2 separate regions of the Sus scrofa genome follow, and region 2 is linked to region 1. The links are chromatin contacts, called in public targeted proximity ligation maps. All regions are on one chromosome and are shown on one strand. The core of a region is the stretch at or near the end of the contact, and the rest is flanking DNA. Distances in the headings are between cores, read along the strand shown. Region 1 overlaps PLXNC1 (plexin-C1). Region 2 has its middle 23 kb from the start of PLXNC1.

Region 1 (4,654 bases), core at 1,731-4,230:
AGCATCTGCTCTGAATTCATTTTCGGGCTCTCCTGGTGCACGGCAAAGGCGAGCATGTGCGCGAGCCAGCTAACAGGGCTCCACGTCACTCAAATGTTCATCAACATTTTCAAGCCGACTCCACGCAGCCCTCCCCGGAGACTGTCGTGGGATTTTATGGCAGCTAATGCGACAGGGGAAAGGGGGGAAGTCGCAGCCGTGACAGACGCGTAACAAGGGTCCTCTCTCCTCCGTGTACACTCGTAGCCTCGACTAAGCAGGCGGTTCAAGTCCTCCCACCCGGCCCTGCAAGGCAGGCCTCCCGCTAAAAGGCCATTGAGAGAAGCCGGGGGGCGGGGCTGGCAGATTCCGGGGAAACCAGGCAAATAGGTCGCAGCGCCAAGACCTGGCTTTAAAGACAGCCGGGCCACTAAGGCACCTCTCCTCCACCTCTCTTCTGCTGCCCTTGTGGGATGGACTCTTGGGCACTTCAAGACCCTATGGGCTCACCTGGTTAGAGGCAGGGTCCAGAGGGCAGCTGGGAGGCCATGCTGTGACCCAGGACCATCCACCCCCTTGCCCTGCGCCTCGGTCTCAACAGTGTGAGGCTCTGACTGCAAAGGAGATGAGCCCTCGGAGCCGAGGAAGGAAAGAGCCCAGTCCTGCCATGGCCACGTCCATAGTATCGCCCAGAGTCTGTGCCCATCAGGTATTCCTGGCCTCTGACATAGGGGGGCAGGGAGCAGGCCAAGCCCACTAGAAGCTTCCCATTCGTCAGATGGCAAATGCCGATCTTCCTGCTAGGCCAGCCTCAGAAAACCAAGGCAAAGCCTTAGAAGTCAGCCGTAAATCTTATGAAAACCCAATACCAGAAGTAGCTGTGCTAAGACCTCTTACAGCAGAGGCTCCACAAACTCAGATGCCCAGAGAGGCAGGAGGCATCACAAATGAGGGGTGTCGGCCCACCTGGGGTGATAGACATGCATGGGACCCAGCTTAACTGGGGCAAGACACTGCCACGGAAGGGGGCAGCGCCACTTTAGCTTCTGCCAATGATGGCCACGTGTGCCTGTGGGGTCAGGGTTACCAGATGAGCCAGTTGTTTAAAGGGGAATCAGAAATCCAGATTTTGATGTGCAGTCTTCCAGTCTGTTAAGTGTTGGTGCTAAAGTGACATTCGAATCATCGTAAGTCAACGCTGTGCAGGCTCACAAAAAGGAAACCCCACGTTCTGACCCTAGGGCATAAGGTGGCGACCTCTGTAAAGAGGTTGAACCCCAGCGTTGGGAGACTAAGCCCAGCAGTGCCCCTCTACACGGGGACCCACAGAAGACAGTTCCCAGAGCACCTGCTTGTGAACACACACACACAGGAGTGGGCACACAAATTTGGTTTTGGAATTTTACGAAGAATTTAGTCTCCAAGATACATTGTTTTGTCTCCCTTTGGCTGTATTTCCAGGCTTAGCCTCAGAGTAAAAGCTTCAGGGGGAAGCGGTCTTACACATCCAAGCCCTAAGCACGAACCAAAAACAAAAAACTCCAGCTCCCGGTCTGGCTACTGTCTCTCTGACCCTTCAAAACCATTTTGCTCTTTTCAGCTGGTGAGAAACAGTAATTGCCCAAGTGACAGGGTAGCATTTTACATTTCTCATTGTTATTTTTTTTAATTTTGATTTTTAAAAAATTTTTTTTGGCTTTTTAGGGCTATACCTGTGGCATATGGGAGTTCCCAGGCTTGGGTTCACATTGGAGCTACAGCTACCGGGCTACACCGAAGCTCACGGCAAAGCGGGAGGCCGGGGATTGAACCCACATCCTCATGGATACCAGTCAGATTTGTTTCCACTGCGCCACCACAGGGACTCCCTGTCCTTGTCATTTTATTTTTATTTTATTGTTTTTGTCTTTTTGCCTTTTCTGGGGCCGCTCCCATGGCACATGGAGGTTCCCAGGCTAGGGGTCGAATCGGAGCTGTAGCTGCCAAGCCTACACCACAGCCACAACAACGCAGGATCCGAGCTGTAGCTGCCAAGCCTACACCACAGCTCATGGCAATGCTGGATCCTTAACCCACGGAGCGAGGCCAGGGATCGAACCTGCAACCTCCTGTTTCCTAGTTGGATTCGTTAACCCCTGAGCCACGACAGGAACTCCCTCGTCATTTTAAAAGCGAACAAAATGCTCTTTGGTTTTTTTCCAGAGCTTCAGGTGGGCACACGACACAAAGAACTTCTGGATATTGACAGCTCCTCTGTGATTCTCGAGGACGGAATAACGAAGCTGAATACCATTGGCCACTACGAGGTAGGAACGAGATTTGGCCCCCGCCCTCTCCTTCCTCAGCCCCGAACGGAATGAGAGCATCTCCAGGCCCGTGTAAGGTCTTTGAAACGTTACACAACTCTGACCGCTTTTCTGAAATCACTGGCAGGTTGCTTGTTCTGGGGGCAGGCGATTTCCTTTGCTGCTCTCGTGGTCTGCTGGTTCCCAGGCAACCCCGCTCTCCGAGAGCGGCAGTGTTCACACGGCCCAGTTTCTCTCCATCCTGTGGTTTAGGTGGGAAACTTCACCTGTACCAGATCCTCTGGCCCTTTCAGTGGAGGTGGTTACTGTTGAGCTTGACGCTGAAACCGACGCTATAAAAAGTCCTCAGCTACACGGCTGTTGACAGGCGACCCCGTGACCTTCGAGTAGGGTCCTTTGTATCTGAAGATCTACATTTCCTGTTTGCTCGAAACATTCAGCGGTACCTCCTTGGCCTCTGACCCCCATGCTGGGCGAGGGTCCAGGTGGCGAAGGGCGCATGTGCTGGCACAGAGAGCCAAGGCCCGAGAAGGCTGCCCAGACCAGAGGGGAGGCTCCTGAACACCCTGGGAGTCATTTTGCAACTGTGTCCAAATCTCTGTTGCAATAGACACTCTGTGCCGAGGGCTGGGGCTGCACGTAGAAGGAGCAAACACAAGGTCCCTGAGCTCAGGGAGCTTACAGCCCAGGGAGCAGGCGAAGGGGAAGAAGGGGCGAGCAGTGAGGCAACACCTCACCCTGTGAGGGGGCGGTGACTCAGAGCATCCCAGGAGGCTTCCTGGAGGAAGCGGTGACTCAGCTGAGATCTGAAGAGTGAGGAGCACTTAACCAGGCTGGGATGGAGGGCCAGCATGCCCAGCAGTGAAGGGGAGTGTGTGTGTTCTTCCGAAGAAAGCTCTCCAGACTGGCTAGAACTGGAGGGGCCAGGGTGGCGGGGAGAGCTGCTGACAGCCGATGGTTACAGAGCCCCTGCTGTGTGCCGGGTGCTGTCCTCTGCCTTTCCCTTCATTTCAGCTCGTTCTGTCCTACAGCTCTCCTGAGAGGTAGGGCCTCTTATCAACCCATTTTAGAGATGGGTACACTGAGGCCCAGGGAGGTTTACTAATAGCTAGTTAGGGGCAGAGGTAAGGTCAGGACCCAGATTTGTGGGTTCTAGGGTCCAAGGCTTAACCAGTACACGTCCGGCTTCTCATGGGGAAGTGGGAGACGTGGGGGCGCCAGAAGGGGAGAGGCAAACCCTGATGCAGACCCGGCGGCTTCCCTCAGGAGTCTGAATTTTATCCCACACCCAGTGGGGAAGCCATTGGAGGGTCTTAAGCAGGGACATCTGCATGCAATTGTTGTGCAAACCTGGATGTAGGGAGACTCATGAGAAGAATTTCACGTGAGGAGGGAGGTTGCCCAGAAATGACGCGGTGGCTCCAGAGATGGAGACAAGCAGGTGGATTCTGAGGTGGGCAGAAGGCGAACACCTCAAGCTGTGCGGGCGAGGGGTCCAGAAGGCGCCGGGGGTGGCTGGGCGGATGCACAGATGCAGGGCCCTTTTGAAGACGATGGGGAGCTGCTTCCCAGGCCCCTTGGCACGTCCGCATCCCCCCCGTCTTTCATGGCTGTGAGTGCCAGGGAGATGTCTCTGCAGCGAGAAGGTCTCTGGGTCCTGCCAGGCATTCCCCTCACCCAGAAAGGAGCTGAGACCGTTCCCTGAGCAGAGCTTCCTGGACAGCAGCCAAGAACAGAGGCCACCTCATCCCTGGGCTCTTTGGCTGAGTGGGTCTGAGAGCCAGTTTGGAAATGGTTGCTTTGGGTGATCGCTGGCGGGGTGCTGCCCCTGCAGCCTTTGTTCGAGGGCGCCTGGCAGAGAACGTGGCAGCTGAACAACTCGCTCCTGTGCTCACCCTCCTGCAGCTTAGGCTTCCCAGCCTTGGAAGCATCTTGCTAAGAACTGTCGATCTTAGCCTTGGGAATCTGTACAAATCCCCAGGGAACTTTCTGAAAGCTGGGTGGGCCACATTTGGCGAAGCACTGCTCCAGAGGAAATCTAACGGGATGGAAGGAGGTTGGGGTCACGGGTGGGAAGTGCTTGCTAGAGGGCGCTTATTTTTTATTAGTATTTTTTTCCTTTTTAGGGCCGCACCTGAGGCATATGGAGGTTCCCAGGCTAGGGGTTGAATCGGGGCTGTAGCCACTGGCCTACATGACAGCCACAGCAACATGGGATCTGAGCATGTCTGTGACCTATACGGCAGCTCACAGCAACGCCGGATCCTTAACCCACTGAGCAAGGCCAGGGATCGAACCTGCGTCCTCATGGATACTAGACGCGACCTCCTCGAGGGCGCTTATGATGGCATCAGTCTGAAGTTCAGAGC
Region 2 (5,022 bases), core at 789-3,288, 160 kb before region 1:
CCACTCCTGCCCTCAACCTGTGGCTGCAAATGTGGAGTTTTCCTCCTTCTCTGTGCCCTGGTGTCAGGTGCAGTGCCTGGCACCTAGACTAAGCATGGTGAATGCCACGACCATGGATCTGAGTCCCGACAGAGAGCCTGAAAGCCCCCTGAATACCCCACATGGGAGGGGCTCCAAAAACGGTTACCCTCACGTATTAGGATGTCATGCAGTGACCTTGAGCGTGGGGTTTTTGAAAACGAACGATCTTGGAAATTTCTCCCGATGTACTGTAAATTTGAAAGCAGAATATAACATCCACCCTAAAGCATGATCTCAATCTTATGTGGAAAAAAGTGGCGGTACCGAGACTGGAAGCAGCTTTAGCAAAATATTACCATGCCGTCTGTGTGGGTGGAATTAGTAGTAATTTTTATTTCCATTTTTGTGCTATGGCATCTCCCCCCCCCCACAGGTGTTAACTAATGACTAAATCATTTAAATTAGTTCATTTAATTGAACTCATAGGAAGCCCTCATTCCATTCAGTGATGGGCAGAACGCAAGCATGGTCTCCATCCTATCCTGAAGAACTGCTTTTATAAATAAGAAGGAAACATTTTTTAAAATCAAGATGAAAGAAAGGAACAGCCATTTGCACTCCCAGAAACAACGTTTTCCTGCAGGTGTCCGGTGGAGCTCCGTCCAGCAGCTCCGTGATACGACCCGCCAAGGGTGCCAAGAACTGAACCTTGACGAATGTCCGTTTGTCATTTGTGCCCGAGGCAAGATGCTGCGAACAAGGGCTCCTCCCTGTTGTATCTGTTACTCCGGAGCGGGACACTTTGTACCATTCACTTTATACAATCGAGTCCCACCTCCCTGGATGCTCGCAGTCGCTCCATTCCAGCGCTCCCGTGGGCACACGTCTAAGGAGAGTCTTCTCCTGGACTCAGCCCTCAAGTGTTCTAGATGAAAATGCCCCCTCCCCTCAGGTCCGAAGCCTGGCTCCACTACCTGCTGCTTCGTACCCAAAGCAGGGGCTTGTGATTCAATCACAGAAAAAAAAACACCAGCCTGAGTGAGCAAGAAAACAGCAGGAGCCCAAGGACTCCTGTGAACAAAGAGACTGATTGTTTTCATGCAAAGTGTTTTTAGTAGTAGGGAGATAACAGGCAAATGAAATATGAAAGATAGGCAGAGATTTTTTTCTTAAACCAATGGAAGGGGCGGGAGCTCTTTAATCAAACCAGAGCACATCTTTTAACCGTGAACTTGGACTCATCCAGTTCCCACAGTTCTTATCAGGTAGAAAAGAATCTCTGCTCTGACTCCTCTTCCCCCACCCTCTTCCAGTCCGGCACAATCACGTCTCTTTCTGCTTCCCGAGCGTTCCGTCTTAGCCTTGTCTGAAACAGCCTGTTTTGAAATGTTAGGGCTTCCTAATGATGAGACGTTTATCACCAGAGAGTGATTGTAAGCGGTAGATAGAATGAGCAATATTAACTCTACTAGTTGTCTCTTTATTTTAACACACTTAGAGAAAACTATGTCTAGCACGTCAAACTTAGGATTTTATTATAGGCTACGGCAGCCTCAGTTTTAAAAAGCCAGTTAATATAGAGCCAATAAACAGAAAAGTATTAAATAAATCATGATTCGAGTGGTATGCAAATGGAGTAAAAGCTGCAAAGTGGTACATACATGTATGACGGTTGGAAAACGTGAGTGGGAATTCTGCCGCACATCCAAGGCAGTTCCTGGGGAAGGGCCAGAAACAGCCTTGGTTCATACTTAGATGTAGACATTTGCATTTCTTTCTGAATCCTCAGTTAGTCTTTATAGTTCTGAATCTCAGGACCCCAAGTCTGGGGTCTGAGGTCTCAAGCTGGTAGACTTTGTCTCCAGCAGGCGGAGTGCATTGTTTTACAATCAGGACATCTCATGTGACATGCAGGTTTCCTGTTCTCTCTACAAACTGGAAGGTCTAGCATGCTGGGTCTCCATCTCTGCCCAGCAGTAATCAGGTGACCACAGGCCCCGGGTGTCACTACTCTCTGATGCAAGGCACTGTGGGTACACTTGTGTGACCAGGGCCACCGCAAGGATCAGGGTAGAAAGAGGGTTCCTCTTCTGGGAGGTTCCTCTTCCCCTGCTTCTCAATCTTCTCTCTCTTCCCCATCGATCCCTCCCCACCCCCCACACACTGACTCATAAATGCATCTCCAGGAAAAGAAAACAAGGGTAAAATTTCTGTCTTCTCCCACTCCTTCCCCATGGCTATACTTGCTTGAAGGGTGGCCCCAATTCCCTAATAATTCCTAGGCTGATTATTTATTCTGTCTTAGCCATTTGAGTAGCAGAAGATCTTTTGAAACCACTCTACATGTTATTTTTGTGTAGCATGTGAGCCGGGAGTCAAAACTGAATTTTCCTTCTACGTGGTACATCGTGAGAAAAAGGACCCATGATTCGGAACCAGAGGGGCTGAGTTCATGTCCTAATTCTTCTCATGTCTTGGCCTTGTGATCGTAGGCAAATCACTTAACTTCGTTATACCTCAATCTCCTCATCTGTAAAATGGGGATAATTGTACCTATTGCAGGGGATTTTTATAAAGATTAAATGAATGAATATATATGAAGTGCTTAGAAAAGAGCCTAGTGCCTAGTAAAGGTTGTGAAAAAATGTAATCTATTATATGAGTACGTCTTCCATCCTATGAACTACTACTGGGATAAGATTTAACTCTGCACCCTAGATATGATAATATTAGCCCTATTCCTTTTATCAAGCAGCTCTTTACTGCTGCCGTATAAGTGTCAGGCATCACGTTGAGCTTTGGAGATACAAAATATGAGCTAGTGTCCTTGCCCTTCAAGGAGCTTCCTATCCCTAGTGGATTTGGAGTTTAAGGTAAAGCTCAACAAACATCATATGACAAATGTTTAAATAAATGAAAGGTTAAGTGAAGAAATACCATATGACAACTGTTTAAATATGTAGGAGCCTTATGGAGAAGAAAGAATTGAATTATTCTAGACTCAGTCTACAAGAATCAGTCTCCAAAGAGTTACAGGCAAATTGGTGTTTTGAATTTATGGCTAGAAGAATAGGAGCCAGAGGAAGCTGGTGGGGGCTTTCACAAGAAAATGACCAAGGGTATGTGGGCTACACAAATACACAGACACACACACACACACATACACACACAACACACCATGTTTAGAGGGAACACATGCTGAAACATGTGACTGGGCTAAAATAAATGGTTCAGAGCCAGCCCTGCTTCCACCTCCCCACCCACCCACCCACCCACACCCAGAATGAGCAGGGACTAAGAATTCAGGCAAGCCCAAAAACCTATAGTGCTGGGACAGCACCTGAGGCTTGATCCCTAATCAGTTTCTGGCCGTTGGCATACAGATTTCTGATGGCATGATGCCTGCTGGGGGCACAGCATTGGCCTCAGAAACCAACAGGGACACAGAGCTGGAACTTCATCATGATGACTTCATCAAGGTCTCATACCCGTGTGGCGAAAGAATTCTGGTCTAAAAGCGAAGCGTGGCAGAATTTGGCTTAAACTTTGTCTTCGGTTCAGCTGGGATGTGAGATCTGGGAGAAGAGAGAATTCTAGCACCTCAGTTTCTTATAGTAGCTGCTGTTACCCTCCAAAGAAGATCTGGTGTTGTGCTGACCAAGCTGGCCTAGATCGGTTCCCAAGAAGGGGTGAGACACTGCAGGCTTCAGGGTCCTGTCCAGATGAACCTCTTTGATTTTGTCATGCTTCTCTTCCCACCCAGCCCTACTGCTTGGGTCTTGAAAGGCTCAGAGAGGTGACAGCAGCTGGTCGGGGTTGGCTGGCATCCTTCAAGGGGTGGTATGTGAAGGAAAGCTCTCTGTGACCATACTTTGGTGTTCAAATATTTTCCATTTTGCCCCTGGCTCTTCCCAAGGGTCCCAGGAAGGTCCACGCTGTCCTTGCTGAGACCAGAAAGTCCCGTTCAGGGCTTCCGTGCTCCAGCTCCACCCAGTGAATGGGCCCCATCAGTGCTTCCCTGTCCATCTCCAGGCTGAATCAGAGGGGAGGGGTGGGGCGCAGAAAGAACAGTGACACGTCCCAGCTTGCCCTGGCCTTTGGTGCAGTGACCCTAGAATGCTCTTCTCTGAGGAAATCTGGCCACGTTTGGGGAAAGATTAATCTTGGTCCGTTCCTCAGAAGGTCTAGAGTGCTGTCCAGCAGACCTTCCTGCAGTGATAAGCGAGTTCTCCATCAGGACTGTCCAACATGGGGAGGCACACACAGGAGACGGAGCATGAGAAATGACCAGTGTGACCAAGGAGCAGGTTTTTCAATTTCATTTCATCATAACGAATTTAAATCACATAGCCATATGTAGCGAATGGCTCCCATACTGGCCAAGCCAAGCCTAGAGCCTGGCCACTCTCCCCATCCCTCAGAACCTTCTCTCAATCCTGAATCCATTTGATCGACCGCCAGCCCCGGTTTCCCAGTCTCTTGTTGTGACCGGAGTCACCTAGCGCTCTCTCCTGTCTTCTACCCTCTGCGGAGTCCTGGCGTGGGTGGTTAAAGGGAAGGGACGCAGTGTTTCTCAAACATGCTCACCACAGGGACAGGCGAGAGGTTAGGCCTCCAGGAAATGGGATCTTTAATGACACGCAGGGCTTATAGAATGAACATGACCCATTTGGCACCACGGCATCCAGAGGTGCTATTCATGGTAATAGTAGCAGTGCGTGATACTCGTGTATTTGCGTAAATATGCCATCCCAATGCACCTTGCGTGTAAGGCAGGCAGAGGAGGCATGAGACTCCCCCTTTAAGGATAAGAGAACTAAAAGTCAGTTCAGCTGATAGGGTCACATAGCAGGTAATGACAGAGCCAGGACCAGAAGCCAGTGTTCTGGCTTCTAACTCCTCACCGTTGGAATATTTGAACCAGTTCTGATTAAAGAGGAAACATGGGTGGGAGAAAAGAGAAGACCCCATCAGCCCAGCGGACTGACATGGGCTTTAATG

Evidence for each region.
Region 2: a contact with region 1 is called in a targeted proximity ligation map of alveolar macrophages. A contact is called at or near these places in 2 of 47 Hi-C or Micro-C datasets (embryonic fibroblasts and retroperitoneal adipose tissue) and 1 of 2 datasets of targeted methods (alveolar macrophages).

The regions. Positions count from the first base shown.
Region 1 is chr5:88,922,042-88,926,695 of Sscrofa11.1, reverse strand. It overlaps PLXNC1 (plexin-C1), which reads left to right. Exons shown (of 31, transcript XM_021092759.1): 23 at 2,182-2,285. Among named protein-coding and RNA genes, the nearest start is that of PLXNC1, 130 kb to the left of the region's middle.
Region 2 is chr5:89,075,832-89,080,853 of Sscrofa11.1, reverse strand. No RefSeq gene overlaps it. Among named protein-coding and RNA genes, the nearest start is that of PLXNC1, 23 kb to the right of the region's middle.